3 separate regions of the Mus musculus genome follow, and all the other regions are linked to region 2. Evidence: chromatin contacts called from public Hi-C and HiChIP or PLAC-seq data. All regions are on one chromosome and are shown on one strand. Each heading gives the region's core, a stretch centred on a gene start, on an enhancer-like site or on the middle of the called end of the contact. The rest is flanking DNA. Distances are from core to core; before and after follow the strand shown. Region 1 has its middle 67 kb from the start of Gm31636. Region 2 overlaps Myo1b (myosin IB). Region 3 overlaps Myo1b (myosin IB).

The links. A called contact is a pair of places that touch in the nucleus more often than the background predicts. HiChIP or PLAC-seq counts read pairs in DNA pulled down with a chosen protein or histone mark.
Region 1: a Hi-C map of liver shows a contact between it and region 2, with 2.3 times the contacts expected there. The contact joins two enhancer-like sites. A contact is called at or near these places in 6 of 484 Hi-C or Micro-C datasets (the 3T3-L1 cell line, the AML12 cell line, embryonic fibroblasts and 3 more) and 2 of 9 other capture datasets (adipose tissue and pancreatic islet).
Region 3: a contact with region 2 is called in an H3K27ac HiChIP or PLAC-seq map of microglia, with 3 times the contacts expected there. The contact joins two enhancer-like sites. A contact is called at or near these places in 1 of 484 Hi-C or Micro-C datasets (embryonic fibroblasts), 2 of 115 datasets of contacts at active chromatin or transcription factors (embryonic stem cells and microglia) and 2 of 9 other capture datasets (adipose tissue and pancreatic islet).

The regions. Positions count from the first base shown.
Region 1 is chr1:51,687,718-51,692,147 of GRCm38.p6, forward strand. No RefSeq gene overlaps it. Among named protein-coding and RNA genes, the nearest start is that of Gm31636, 67 kb to the left of the region's middle. Within about 2 kb of position 2,359, at least 40 of the 459 cell types and tissues checked have an H3K27ac peak or open chromatin away from gene starts, as enhancers often do. A contact at or near this core is called in adipose tissue, where this site is marked.
Region 2 is chr1:51,787,337-51,791,680 of GRCm38.p6, forward strand. The region is part of intron 13 of Myo1b (myosin IB); the gene reads right to left. Among named protein-coding and RNA genes, the nearest start is that of Myo1b, 130 kb to the right of the region's middle. Within about 2 kb of position 2,320, at least 66 of the 459 cell types and tissues checked have an H3K27ac peak or open chromatin away from gene starts, as enhancers often do. A contact at or near this core is called in adipose tissue and microglia, where this site is marked.
Region 3 is chr1:51,874,065-51,878,526 of GRCm38.p6, forward strand. All of the region lies in intron 2 of Myo1b (myosin IB), which reads right to left. Among named protein-coding and RNA genes, the nearest start is that of Myo1b, 40 kb to the right of the region's middle. Within about 2 kb of position 1,792, at least 12 of the 459 cell types and tissues checked have an H3K27ac peak or open chromatin away from gene starts, as enhancers often do. A contact at or near this core is called in microglia, where this site is marked.

The DNA of each region.
Region 1 (4,430 bases), core at 1,109-3,608, 100 kb before region 2:
TGAGGCACCCCCTTGCCCCCCCAGGAACCAGCCATACTAAAATGAAATGTATTGGGGGTGTGGGGAGGGAGGATGAGAAGGGAGTGGAGGCAGAAAAAGAAAGGTGACAAAGAAAGGCAGAAACGGAGAGGAGAGAGGGGGAAGAAAGGAAGAGACCAGCTAGGAACATGTGGGGAGAGAAGGGGGGCTCGGGCAGGGGAAGAAAGAGCAAGAGAGAGAGAGAGGGAGAGGGAGAGGTGGAGGGAGAGAGAGGGAGAGGTGGAGAGAGAGAGAGTGAGAGTGTGTGTGAGAGAGAGAGAGAGAGAGAGAGAGAGAGAGAATGAGAGAGGCAAAATAGTTCTTTTATAGCAAGCCAGGCTAGTACCTGGCTGTTGCTAGGTAACTGTTGGGCGGAGTCTAGAAGAAATGCTAATACCGTGTCTGCCTGTGTGCTTCCGTGCTCCCTGCCATGCTGATAATGAAATGAGCTAAAAACTCTGAACAATAAGCCAGCCCCAATGAAATGTTTCCCTTTATGAGAGTTTCTGTGGTCGTAGTGTATCTTCACAGCAATAGAAACCCTAAGACAGGGATGCTAAGGAGTAGGTCCAATATACTTCAAAGAGGAAGGAGAGGTAGGACACTAAGGATGTAGAGCACCCAGCTTTCCTCCTCATATGCCTATTTCATCCTTTGCCTCAGGGTTTGGAGTGTCAAGCTAAATTTCAAACAGGGTTTCACTCTAGAGTAACACTTAATGGCAACATGCAAGCCATAGTGAATTGTGTGCACACTCACAAGCACTGAAGCAAGGGGGAGTTTTAAAAGGCAAATGAGGAGAATCACACAAATTGCTTTGATACAAAAAAAAAATCTTGTCTATAGGTATAAATAAAGAAAGGGTGGTTCAAAGTTAAATACCTAGTCCATGGCAAATGTCCTTAGATGAACATTTTTATATGTGAGCTGGGAATGGTTTTGTGCAAGGCTGTGGCTCTGCAAAACCCTTGGTATTTTTTCTTGTTTTCATGCACAGGTGCAGGAGAGACCCTCCTGCTGAGTGTTCTGACTTTATTTGTTTTTTATTTTTTCACAAATGACTTCATTTTGATTCACTTTCCCAGAACTTTCTCTTTCTACCTTAGGGATTCTGTTGGCAATAAACATTTGCATGCGGTGGTGAGAAACAGTTCTGTCCTCTGCTGTGATCCACTGTCTTTGTGGATTGCACAGAGCAGGGAGAGGCCTGTGAATTGGATGGATAGCTCCAGGCTCATCGTCCTTGGAGATTCAGGGTGAATCCCTCCAGATCCAGTCATGGGCCAGGATCACAACGTTAAGCACTACAGTAGACCTTCCACAGGTGTGGGAGGGGCTGAGTGAATATGTGCAAGGGTGAGGTAGGGGATAAGAAAAAGAGTCACATCCAGTCATACAGAGTAGACACACTCAGAAAGTGACCAACAGTGGCAAGATGTAGTCTGGGGAAAGCCCTTGGCTCGCTGCTTCGGTAGGTCAGTAGCCCGGTGTCTCCAGGGGTGCCTGGGAAGTTAGCTGCAGCTGGGCAGCAGATCCAGCAATGTGGAGAACTAGATTCAGAGCAGAGCTATGCAAGCTCATTTAGCACACAGGGCCCTGAAAAGGTTATCCCTGAAAAAGCAGTCCTGTATATTTTCTTTCTTTTCAAATCATGTGTATCTTACTAACCCTAGTCTAACTCCATAAAGAGGGAGACTTGGAAAACAAGGATCTAGGCATAGTCAAGTTGCTAAAGCACAAGCCACCAGAGTCCAGACAGCTGGCAGGCTGAAAAGTTAGGCCTCATGAAGCCCCTCTAGCCATCATGGCCAGCCCAGTTCCAGCTCTGCATGGCTTTACAAGTGCCTCCAGCTCTCCGGCCTTTGTGCTCCCATTTCTTTGCAGAAGAAAATGAAGAATTGTCTATTCACGATGTCATTGATCATCATATTTCCACAACAGTGTCAGTGGCCTGCCATTTAGTGCTCTACTGGACACCAGCAGATGGCTCCTGTGTGCACCCTTAACTGCTTCCGTGCCAGAAACCCTGGACTCAGAGATATCAGTTCAGACCTAGCTGAGCTCGGGATGTCACCTCAAGTGACTTGGCTCGCTTATATGCCTCAGTTTCCCTACAACTTAAAACAATGATGAGGATGCTGCATAAGAAACTTTCTAGTTCAAATATTCCATAACTGGACCTCTGTGGAAACTTTATGTCTGGGGTTGCAAGTCAGCAATTGCCTGGAGAGCAGGAACTTCTGCCAAAGAAAACCTCCAGCGGGTGGAAAAGAAAAGGCATTGGCCGGCCATTCCTTCCCACCAGCAGCACCACATTCCGCCGCTGCCTCAGAATGCTGCTGAGTCACTTACAGGAACAGCCTCCTTTCCCAGCTCCAAGCTGCTGCTGTCTGGGTGCAAGCTGAAGTCTCTGTGGTTGCAAGACACACAAAATCAGAGGGCCAGCAATAAAAATAATAATAATAAAAAATTTAAAATAAAAATAAGAAAGGCAACATGCCTTTCGTAGCTGGTACACTAAGAACTAGTTCCTTCTCCAGAAAGAAAATCGTATTTATGGCTTATGAGATCTCAGGTGTTTCATCTCAAACTCATGGCTTCAGAAGATTCCTTATTTTCCCATTGGGGGAAAAATGTAGATATTTTCATTTTAGTTGTTATTTTCAGTTGTATTCGTGGCTCATTCTGTGGTACTCGAGATTATAGCACATTGCCAAGTGATAGGAACAGGATCCTATCAGTGATATACCCTAATGGCGACCTATACCCTTTGGGCATGTTCCCATTGTTCAATTGTAAGGCACTTTGATGGGCCATGCTTTACCCCAACACGTATGGTCATCTTAGCTCTTTGCTGGGCTGAATCTAATAAAGACTGACAGTCCTCTGTCTAGACTGCTGCACGAGAAGTCAGGGGCAGGGTGATAACCGCACTGCTTGTGGAGTCCTTTGCGCAAGTTGGCCCCTGATGCCTGATTTCAGTTTGAGAGGTTGTATAAACGACAATGTGTAGACTATAAAAGGAGCTTGAAGAGGATCAAAGGTTGACGAGAAATGGAAACACAAGTGACTGTATCTTCTTCAGAGTGAGCGTAGTAGCCTCAGCGAGAGGGTGGTGGCTGCATAGAGCGTCGCTGTCATAATTTTACCATGGAAAATAAAGGGTGAGGCTGATAATAGAGGTGTGATCCTGGGAATCCAAGATGAGGACAGGAGAAGACAGGAATACAGAAGGAAAGGGAGGAGGCACAAGCTGCGCACGGTCTGAAAAATGCACCAAGATGCTCTCCGATGGGAGTTCCTGCTCCGAGCCTGGGACACAGTGTTTCCTCTAAGACATCCCAGGGGAGAGGGTGAGGAGTGGGAAGCTTTATTTCAGAGAATCCATTTCCCTTCCAGCTCCCAAGGGGTGGTGACATTTGAGCTTTCCTTAAAGGCTAGATTGAGGGAGTTAGTGAAAAGCCAGAGTCTGAGGCACGGTCGGTCGATCGATCAATCGATCGACTCCCTACTGCTTGTGCCTGCCAGGCCTGGCTGCAGCTTACCTTCCTCTTCAGTAAAGCTCGTTTATGAGTACAGCTATGGAGCATGACAACAGAAGCAGCAGCACTCTATTAATAAACGAGCAGAAATTCTCGTTCCTCATAGCCTGCCTTTGGTGGACCAGAATGACAATGGTAATACCTATCCCATAGAGTGCCATGCGTCAGGTCTCAGAAAGGACAATCTTGTCCCCGCTCAAGCTGGACCATAGAAAGACTTCTGTAGGGTAGATAAAAACAGTATTCCTCAGAAACTTGTAAAATGTTTCCCATCCACCAAGAGAAGTCATTTTCTTTGCTTCTGGCAGAAGGGACATGGCTCTCCACTGACATATCCCTGTGGTTGCATCTCAAAGCCCATGCTGGCCTCAGGCCCCTTCACAGGTACCCATTACCCCGCCCCCAGCCTTCTGGCCCTTCTCACCTCCTTGTGTACCCTGAACTCCCAGGCCTGCTCCAGTGCACAGGTTTCCCTCCCCAACAGCTACTCATCCTCCTTATAACCTACCTATCTCTGCCAATTCCTCTCCATTCCTCTTTTCCCACTGATAGCCCAGTCATGTCCAGTCTGCTTCTTTTTCTTTCTTCACTAGACTCTCCCAGATGACTCTGGGTGTTTTCTTTTCTTTTCTTTCTTTTTTTTTCTTCTTATTCCCAATTTAATAAACCTTTCCCCCAGTCTTGGAGCAGCTACTTAGGTTTTTTCTTTACTATGAACCTCGCATACATGGTGAAGATAAAGGAGTAATATGCCAAATTCACAAACTAATGATGCATTTAATAAATGTTTAACAAATGCTGGTTGTTATTATTTACTGGGTAAGAAAAGTTGAAGGCATTGGCATCAAAAGTAGGAAAGAATTTAGTGAT
Region 2 (4,344 bases), core at 1,070-3,569:
AGCCCCCAAACAAAACTAGACTACCCAACCATCAAAGCGGAAATTAAATTACTTTCCCACATTGAAATCAGCATCTACTGCAATGGAATTCTATACATTCCAAGGATTTATTCAAAGAAGTCCATTCAGGGCTTGTATTGAATGATCCCCTCCAGTGAAGCTCTGTCCAGACAGCTGTGGGGAAGACAGGAAAGCAAAAGGTTCCATACTACCTCACAGTGTGTCCTGACTGTATACAGGGGAGCAAGCACCCTCTGTATAGGGGTAGAACAAACTAGCACTTTAAACACTAGGGCTTCTTAAAAAGTCTTGTAGACTCTGAGACCGTTTGACTGTGCTCACAGCACGATTCACAGCTACTTTCTGCTCTCCAGTATCAACCACAACTGTTCCATGCAGCATGTTTTTGAAAGACATGTCCGGAGATATTGGCCAATTACACTATATTCTTTGCAACAGAGGCAGTTAAGGCTAGCTTGTATTTCTAAAGGCAATTATGTAATTATAAAAAGTTGTAATCTTTATAAATAATAAATAGTAAAATTAAGAGGTAAATGAAGGAGACAACTTCATACCTGAATATTAAGGATAGGGAGATGGTATATTTTACAGACAGACATTATGTTCTGAAAACCAGGCAGTTCAACTATAAAGGCCATGATTTGTTCAAGCCAAGTGTGCCATTAATGATATACACTGTCAATGTTTTTTACAGGTCTGCTCCTCCCTCCATCTGAGGACAAACATTTGGCATTTGGATGTAATGTATTCGGTGAGGTTTTATCTTCATATAATGAAGGCATGACACATGAAATGCTTCATTTATAGATAAACCCACAGCCTTGTGGGTGCACTTTAGAGACCTGGGAAGGACATACCACTGCTGTAAATGTGTCCTAGCAATGGCATCCTTGTTGGAAAGCCTCAGGCAGCCCCCAAGTATCACCAAAAGGATCACCATTTTGACAGAAGGGAATGTATTTATTCACAATTGTTTTTTAAAGCCACTATCCCCAGAAAAAAAGCCTCCAAAGCAATAATTACTTCTTAAAAACTGAACAGCAGGGAAAAAAACTTTAAAATGTATAAGAAAAATATTTAATATTAGCCATTATTAGCTAATTTAGCTATTTCACCCTTCTAAACATCAACAAAACTGAGTCATTAACAAATTTTCCTTCATCTATGTAACATTTTTTTTCTAGGTAGATAACAATCAAATACAGTAAGCTTAAGGAAAAACAATTTAGGAACACAGTTTCTTAAATATTTTTAAGTAAACTATGATTTTTAAAAACTATAACCCATCATATTCATATCTAATTCACAGTCACTTTTTCATTTTTAAATCCGCTTCACCTTCTTCCTCAATTATATGTTCTCTAGCACAGAGGCCAACTAGAATAGAAGGTACTGACTATAGCCAGAATTAATTGGAAACCACGTTCTATAACCACGATAGGGCAAGGGGTACAATTAACTTAGCCCTTGGCCTGGATGAGAATATTTCAGCTGTACAGGATGTGACATGGCCAGAAACTGAGGCCTCTAGGTTCTAGTGAATGTTACTGTTTAATTAAGTTTTTCCAGTAAACTAACTGCCAATTTAATAACTTCCTTCCAGATAAGCCTAAGGAAGATTTCACATTGTTCAATTTGCTTTCCAGTGTAATATAATTTTTTTTAAGTAATAGCACTTACTTCTTTTTTTCCCTCCATTTTATTAGTTCTTTTGAGGATACCTTGTATGAACCAGGCATTTTGATAATATACACCCCTCCTCCCCCTCCTCTCTTCTCCCTGGCTAGCCCACTTTTTCTTTAATTGGACAAATTATAAAAATGTCTCAGAAATCAAAGACCAAATTCTGAGTTAAAACAATGTTCAGACGTAACTGTGCGGGGCATCTGGATGCGATTTTCTTCCTTCGGAACGTGGATTTCCTATCCCACCAGAGCGTGGAGCTGCAATGTTTTCTTCCTTTGCGCTTCACCTTTCTCCATTTATGCTCTGTTAATCTGTTTTACACACTGACATCAGACCACATGCAGCCAGCAAGGCAAACTTATCCACTCCTGGCACGAAGTGCTTGTCAGGAAATCCATGTGTCATCATCCCAAGGCTTAATGCCCCCACTTCCCCCTCTGGTTAGAGAGGAACCAGAGAGATGAAAGGCTTCTACCAGCTCAGCTGAAAAGTGCATCCATGGCGACTGACAGGGTAGTCACGGAGGCAAAACTGGGCAGTTAGGCAATGCTCTGGACCTTACTGCACACTTTTAAAGCAAAGCACACAGTGCTCTAAAAGGCAGAATCTTTCACTTCCTGTGGTCAGTTTTGACAAAGAACCACTCATTTTGCACTGATATGAATCATGAATACTTTGTTTACACTTATTCTTCCCACCGAAGCTTCCAGTACTCTTAAATTCTTAGTTGGGTTTTCTGTGGTTAATACTGACATTTTTCATATGTAACACAATATTGCTGAAAATCTGAGAAAGCTTAGGCAAGTATCAGAGAAAGGTTTGTGAATAACTTATTAAGAGAAAAAAGAGAACATTTATAATGTAAGATAAAAAATAGACAAAAATATCTAAAATTACCAGCCAAATTTTCATTTTAAATGCATCCAAATAAACATATTTATAAAATAAAGATACATGATTAAAATCATGCTAGCAGATGATTAAACTGAGAGATTTAGACAGAAAAATAGTGAAAAATATTAAGTACAATGCACAGATCCTGCCTCTCTCAAGGAATAGGAATGGAAATAGAAAACAAAGCAAATGGGTGCAGCGAGACAGCCTATAGCACTGGCACCTGAGAGACAGAGGCAGGTAGAACTCTGTAAACTGAGATTAGCCAGCTCTACATGGACAGTTCCAGGCCAGCCAGGAATCAAACTCAGCCCACCAGATCTTGGTGGCAGCTATGCGGTGGCAGCTATGCTATACTGATAGCCTGTTTTTTAAATACACTCATCCACTCCGCATCTATTAATTAAAGGGGTCATCTATACAAAGGTCTTATTTAAAAATTGTACCTATGACTATCTTCTTTTTTAATATTTATTTATTAATTATAAGTGCACTCACTGTAGCTGTCTTCAACCAGAAGAGGGTATCAGATCTCATTACAGATGGTTGTGAGCCACCATATGGGTGCTGGGATTTGAACTCAGGACTTCTGGAAGAACAGTCAGTGCTCTTAACTGCTGAACCATCTCTCTAGCCCATCACTATCCTCTTAATCATAAGATATTTCTGGCTTTTTGAGCTCATAATGCTTAATTTTTAAAAATGCATTTATTTCATTGAAAAGAAAAATGAACTCAATGATCTTATATGGCTGTGATAGTTTTGATTGTCAACTTTACACAATTTAGAATTACCGGGAAAGGAAATTCAACAAGGGATTGTCTACATTAGTTTGCTCTGTGAGCATGACTGTGGAAGATACCATGACTATGTTAATCATGGTGGGAGGGCCTGTACACTATGGGTGGTACCATTCCCTAGGCAGAAGATTCTGAGCTGTTAAAGAGAAAGCAAATTGAGCACTGTCAAGAATTCATTGTTCTCTACTCTTGACTGTGGATGTTCTGTGACTAAATTCTTCAAGTTCTTGCTACCTTGACTTCCTCATCATGATGATGGGCTACAACCTGGAATCACAAGTCAAATAAAATTTTTTCTCTCTTAAGTTGCTTTTATCAGGGTATGTTGTCACAGCAACAGAAAAGGAAGCTAAGACAGTGACTGACAATTTGCTGTGGGTATAACTTAATGGATTTACTCACTCAGATACTTTTGTTTAAAGAGTGCACTCATAACATGAGCTCCAGGTATGTTATAGAGCTCCAGGTCAGTAACAAATCTGTCTATACGATTTGGGCTCAACCTTGACTGTACAGTGGAGTCACTAGGGAACTGTAGAAATACTGCTGCCAGGTCCTATGCTAGTGATTCTGGTTTGTTATCTAGTACAATCTAAACATAGGAAATCTTGAAAGCTCCCTAGGTGACTCCACTGTGTAGCTAAGTTTTTGATATATTCAAGTAGAGCATCCATCTGAAAAGCATTTAGAAACATAGTGCACAGATCTTCAGAACTAGAGTCTTGAGCTGTGACTGTGTTGAAAAAGTGACACTGTAACTTGCAGTAGGAAGGCAAAGTCCAGCAAGAAAGGTGTGGTGAAAAACCTGAAAGAAGTGAAACGTAAAGTACGTAGAGAAGATTCTGGGATTCTTGGAGGATAATTCATCCAGAACGAAGTTTATGGATGTTTTGCCTACTGACATTCAACTTCTGTTCTGATTAGGTACATAGAGAAAGGATAC
Region 3 (4,462 bases), core at 542-3,041, 86 kb after region 2:
ATTTTTAAATATGTGTGTGTGTGTGTGTGTGTGTGTGTGTGTGTGTGTGTATTAAAGAAAAATCTTTATTTTGGTAACTTTCTCAACAGCAATGGTTACTGTTAGAATTCTTGCTTTTCCACAGGCAGGAGGCTTCAACCTGAGGGTTGCTCTACAACAAAACTACCCAACCAGTAACTAAGACCTGAGTTCTTAGAAGGGGTGGTGTGGATGGAGATGGATAAAGATGGACAAGGGAGAGAGGAAAGGAGGGGGGGAGGGGGAGGAATCAGTCTCTAGAGTTTCCAGGCAGGCATTGCAAGAGCAGTTCTGAAGTCACAAGTCACTGAGAGGCAAAGGGTCAGATGACGAACATGCTTAGATGTGAACCCACACCATCAGCAGGCATCTGAGCTCTCCACTCAGGGCTCTCCATCATACTCCCTTGGTTGTGCTTTAATCTATTTGGAGTGTTGTATAAAGCTGGCTCCACATTTTCCTGTAAATCTTCAGTCTTGTGTAAATCGAGGCACATTTTTAGCTTCTCCCTACCCCAGTTTCCTCCTGTATACAGAGGGACTACTACTAATTCCCCCTTGAAAATCTGAGGATTAAATGAAACTACATATCAAAGCACCAAGACCACAGCAAGTATTCTATAAACAGTACCTATTTATGGTGGTATAAACTCCACATGGCTCCACTGGAATCTACTGACCACTGTACAACAGCCAAGTCAGGACTCCAAGCCCTAAACCTCAGCAAAATTCACCCAGTAGTCCTATAATGCTAAAGTCATGAAGACTTTTTCAAAATGGTCTTTGTATACAGGAAATGGCTGCGTTACCAGGCGAGCATGGGAGATAAGTCTAGCGAAACTAATACTAAGATGACAGCAAAAAAAAAAAAAAAAAACAGTCCTTGGAATTCTCAGGAACAAGAACCACTCACTTCATCATGAGGGATCCTTTCTCCTCTGGGGTCTTGGACCCTGGGAATTTGATCACAGGACACAAACTATTATGCACCACATGCTATGAAATGGACATCTGTAAGACTTCCCCAATGGTCTTGAAGGGATACTTTGTTTTTAGTGGTTTTATTAGGAGGCACAGTGTGATCTACCAAATGTTTTGATTGTTCTTTATTTCATTCAAAACTGTGCAAAATGATGTAAGTCAAAATTATAAATGTGAGGTCAAGAACAGATTTCAGTACCTTTCTGGTACAACAAAAAATGTCATCCAATGTATGTATCTGACAGCTCTACTCTCAGAAACATATTTGTGATATATATATATGTGTGTGGTTTTTTATGCATGAGGTACTACACACACACACATACCACATCACTAATAATGCCCTCTTTTTACACATGAATTAACTGGAGAGAGACACAGGCTGAAAATGTACCCAAGGTCTCACAGCAGTGGTAGCCTCACACTGACTTCCTTGATGCTACGACAGCTGTGAACTGGTGCGCACACACCTGGTACACACACAGCCCCATCTGCACCTATCACAACGCTTCAGGAAAATCAGGACACAAGAGACTGGTTATGTGCCCAGTTCGCCGCCCGCCCATACTTTCTTCTTCTAAACTGTTCTATGCACTCACAGCAGCCAGTCAGCTTCACAGACTCCTCAAAGCCTGCTTCCTCACCGCCTTCATGATCCCTCAGAACCTCGCACACCACATCCTGCTTGTTGTTTTTAAGTTTCCAGTATTTCTCAGTTCACTATTTTATCCAGTGCCTTAAGTCACCAGCCTCAGATTAGATGTCTACAAATAAACTAAGAGGCCTGCAGACTGTGCCTGCAGATGACATCCAGGCCTGCTGGCCTAGCCTACCATCACATCATGATCTTTCATTCCTGGGCTGTCAGTCATTTCAGACTATAAATTAAAGAACTATATATGAGTCTCATGCCACATTTAAATACCAGCTAAAAATATCAGCTCGGGCTGCCTTTAATTTAGAGCAGGACAACACCCCACTGCCGTATCATCGCTGAGACAGATTCTGAAAGGGGGCGGGATCTTCCAAATATATACTGTTCTCCAGACCCAATAAAGCCCATCGCAAGGGTTTATGTGGCCCCGGTGGTTAGGTTCCCTTCTTGCCACGAGTCCTGAAAACAGTATTGTGTGGCTAACTGGAAACAGGAATACAGTGAAAATAAATCTGTACGATGAAGACAAAAGCAAGAGCAAGTAGGGAAGACAGAGGTTGGAAAGAAGAGAAAGAGGCTACTCGGCTGGGGTGTGTTCCCCAAATCTGCATGCTGGAAACTGGACCTCAAATGTGGTCAAGTTGGAGGAACCTTTAAGGGTGGGGCACCACCCTCAGAAGAGATTCATGTAGTTCCCACAGGATGCAAGTGGAGACGGTTACAAAAAGTACAACCTAGCCCCAGAGTCCCCTGTCTTCTGCCTCACCAAGTGGTCACTGGTATTTGCATACAGACCGTCCCTCTTCTGTTTCTCCACCATGTGTGATACAGTCTGAAGCTCTCACCAGGACAATGATGTCATGCTGTCAATGATGTTGCTGAACCATCAGCAACATTTGTCAAATACATCTTAATCACAAACAAACAAACAAACAAACAAAATACCTCTAAAACAAAACAACAAATAAAAACAACACAGTGTTCAGTTACAACAGAAGAAAATGGAAATACAATCCCACCACCTACAATATATCCCACTCCTACTATGTGTCAGTCATCCGTGCAGGAACCCAGTGAGATCATTATCAAAATACCCATTTCATAGATGAAAGAACTCAGTCTTGGGCAATGGTACAGATGGCTGTGCGTGACGAAGAATAAAAACTGCCATTAAAATTCATCTGCTCTGTAGATAAAGAAGGAGATTTGGGTCTAACTGACCTGGCCCCATGTGTGCTGAGCCAAATGCCTTCTTCTTCTAACCTTGTGTTCATAGAGCAGAAGGACTATGAGGAGCCGCCGGTCACTTGCAGGCCACATAATATGATGAACAACACTCTTTCCTTGAGATGTTCTAGGCTTAGTTTTGTTTTGGTTTTTTTGTTTTGTTTTGTTTTGTTTTGCTTGGGGGCGGGGGAGGGGAGAACTCAGTTATCTTCTTATGTCTCCCTGCTTTGACGTATAGGGACCATGGCATGATAACCTGTGACTTGAGAACCTGGTGTACCTATCCCATATCTGTTAAGTTCATGTCACTGCACCACTGAGTGCTCTGTCAATATATGGCAAGAACACTGATTATCAAACCCACGATTCCGCTAGGTCACTTGGAAACTGCTTCCTTTCAAAGCCTACACAAATTTCTATTTCCTATATAACTACTTAGGAAACTAAACAGGCTTCCATATTACTGAAGTCATTGATATTCATGTAAGGTCAACAGAGCCATCATTTGCAAATGACCTTGACCTCCAGCATTGAATTTCCTGGATATAAATCCCAGCTCCATTTTATACTCACAGAGTGAGCATGGAACAGACACTGGGCCTCCCTAAGAATGTTTTGTCATATGTAAAATGAAAATGTTACAGCACACAAGACTCTCTAAGACCTAAATGAACTAAAACATAAAGGGTCTAAAGTATTCATAGTGGTTTTGGACTTTTTCCAGGTCTCATAGACAAAAAGTGGCAGAGCCAGACCTCAAGTCAGGCCTCTGCTCCAGGGTGCCCGCCCATCAAACTGCTTCCAACATAGGTCTTTTCTGATGTCGTCATGTCCTTCAAATCTAACTACAGATGTAGCTTCAACCAGAATACTTGAGTTAAATGATTATAAATACTTATAATATTACACAAATATTGCAAGAACAATATAGAACCTGCAACCTGAAATAACTAAGACTGGCAGATAACAGACAACTGTGTATCGGCCCAGTTACCTTGGGTTTTATGAAAGTGTGGACAGATTAAAAACTGACACATTATTGTCAAAACTGTCTGTCTTCCTGAAGCATGCAAGCGATGGACTGTCCTCAAAATCAGATACAACATTCCTCTACACCTCACAACTGAAGTTCCTGGCTCTATCTAGGCTTCAGTGTTGTGTTGACATCCAAATTCCCAACTGCACACACAATTTACTCTCCACGTTTCCCAGGAGCCAGCCACCCACCCACACTGCAGTCTAGGCATGCACAAGAGCAGGTCTGGGTGGGCTCTCCCGTCCCTTCCCTACTTGGTGTAGGCAGAAGTAGAAATGGCGTTGAAGAGTAACCTTGTCCCACACCAACCTCAATGGGTTTGGGGTGTCTGAGGAACGAGAACCTCTCATTTCCAACTCTAAAACCAAAGAAGCATTCTCCTTCTTTAAGTGATCATCTGGCAGACTCTGAAACGGTGCAGTAATCAGTATTACTTCTGGAAATCCGATACAAGAAAACCACATTTCCATGTTACATATGCCTAAGCTGCCTGGATGTTTTTCAAAAGCATATCGCTCTTGTATAAGAAAAAAAAAAAAAGTAAGA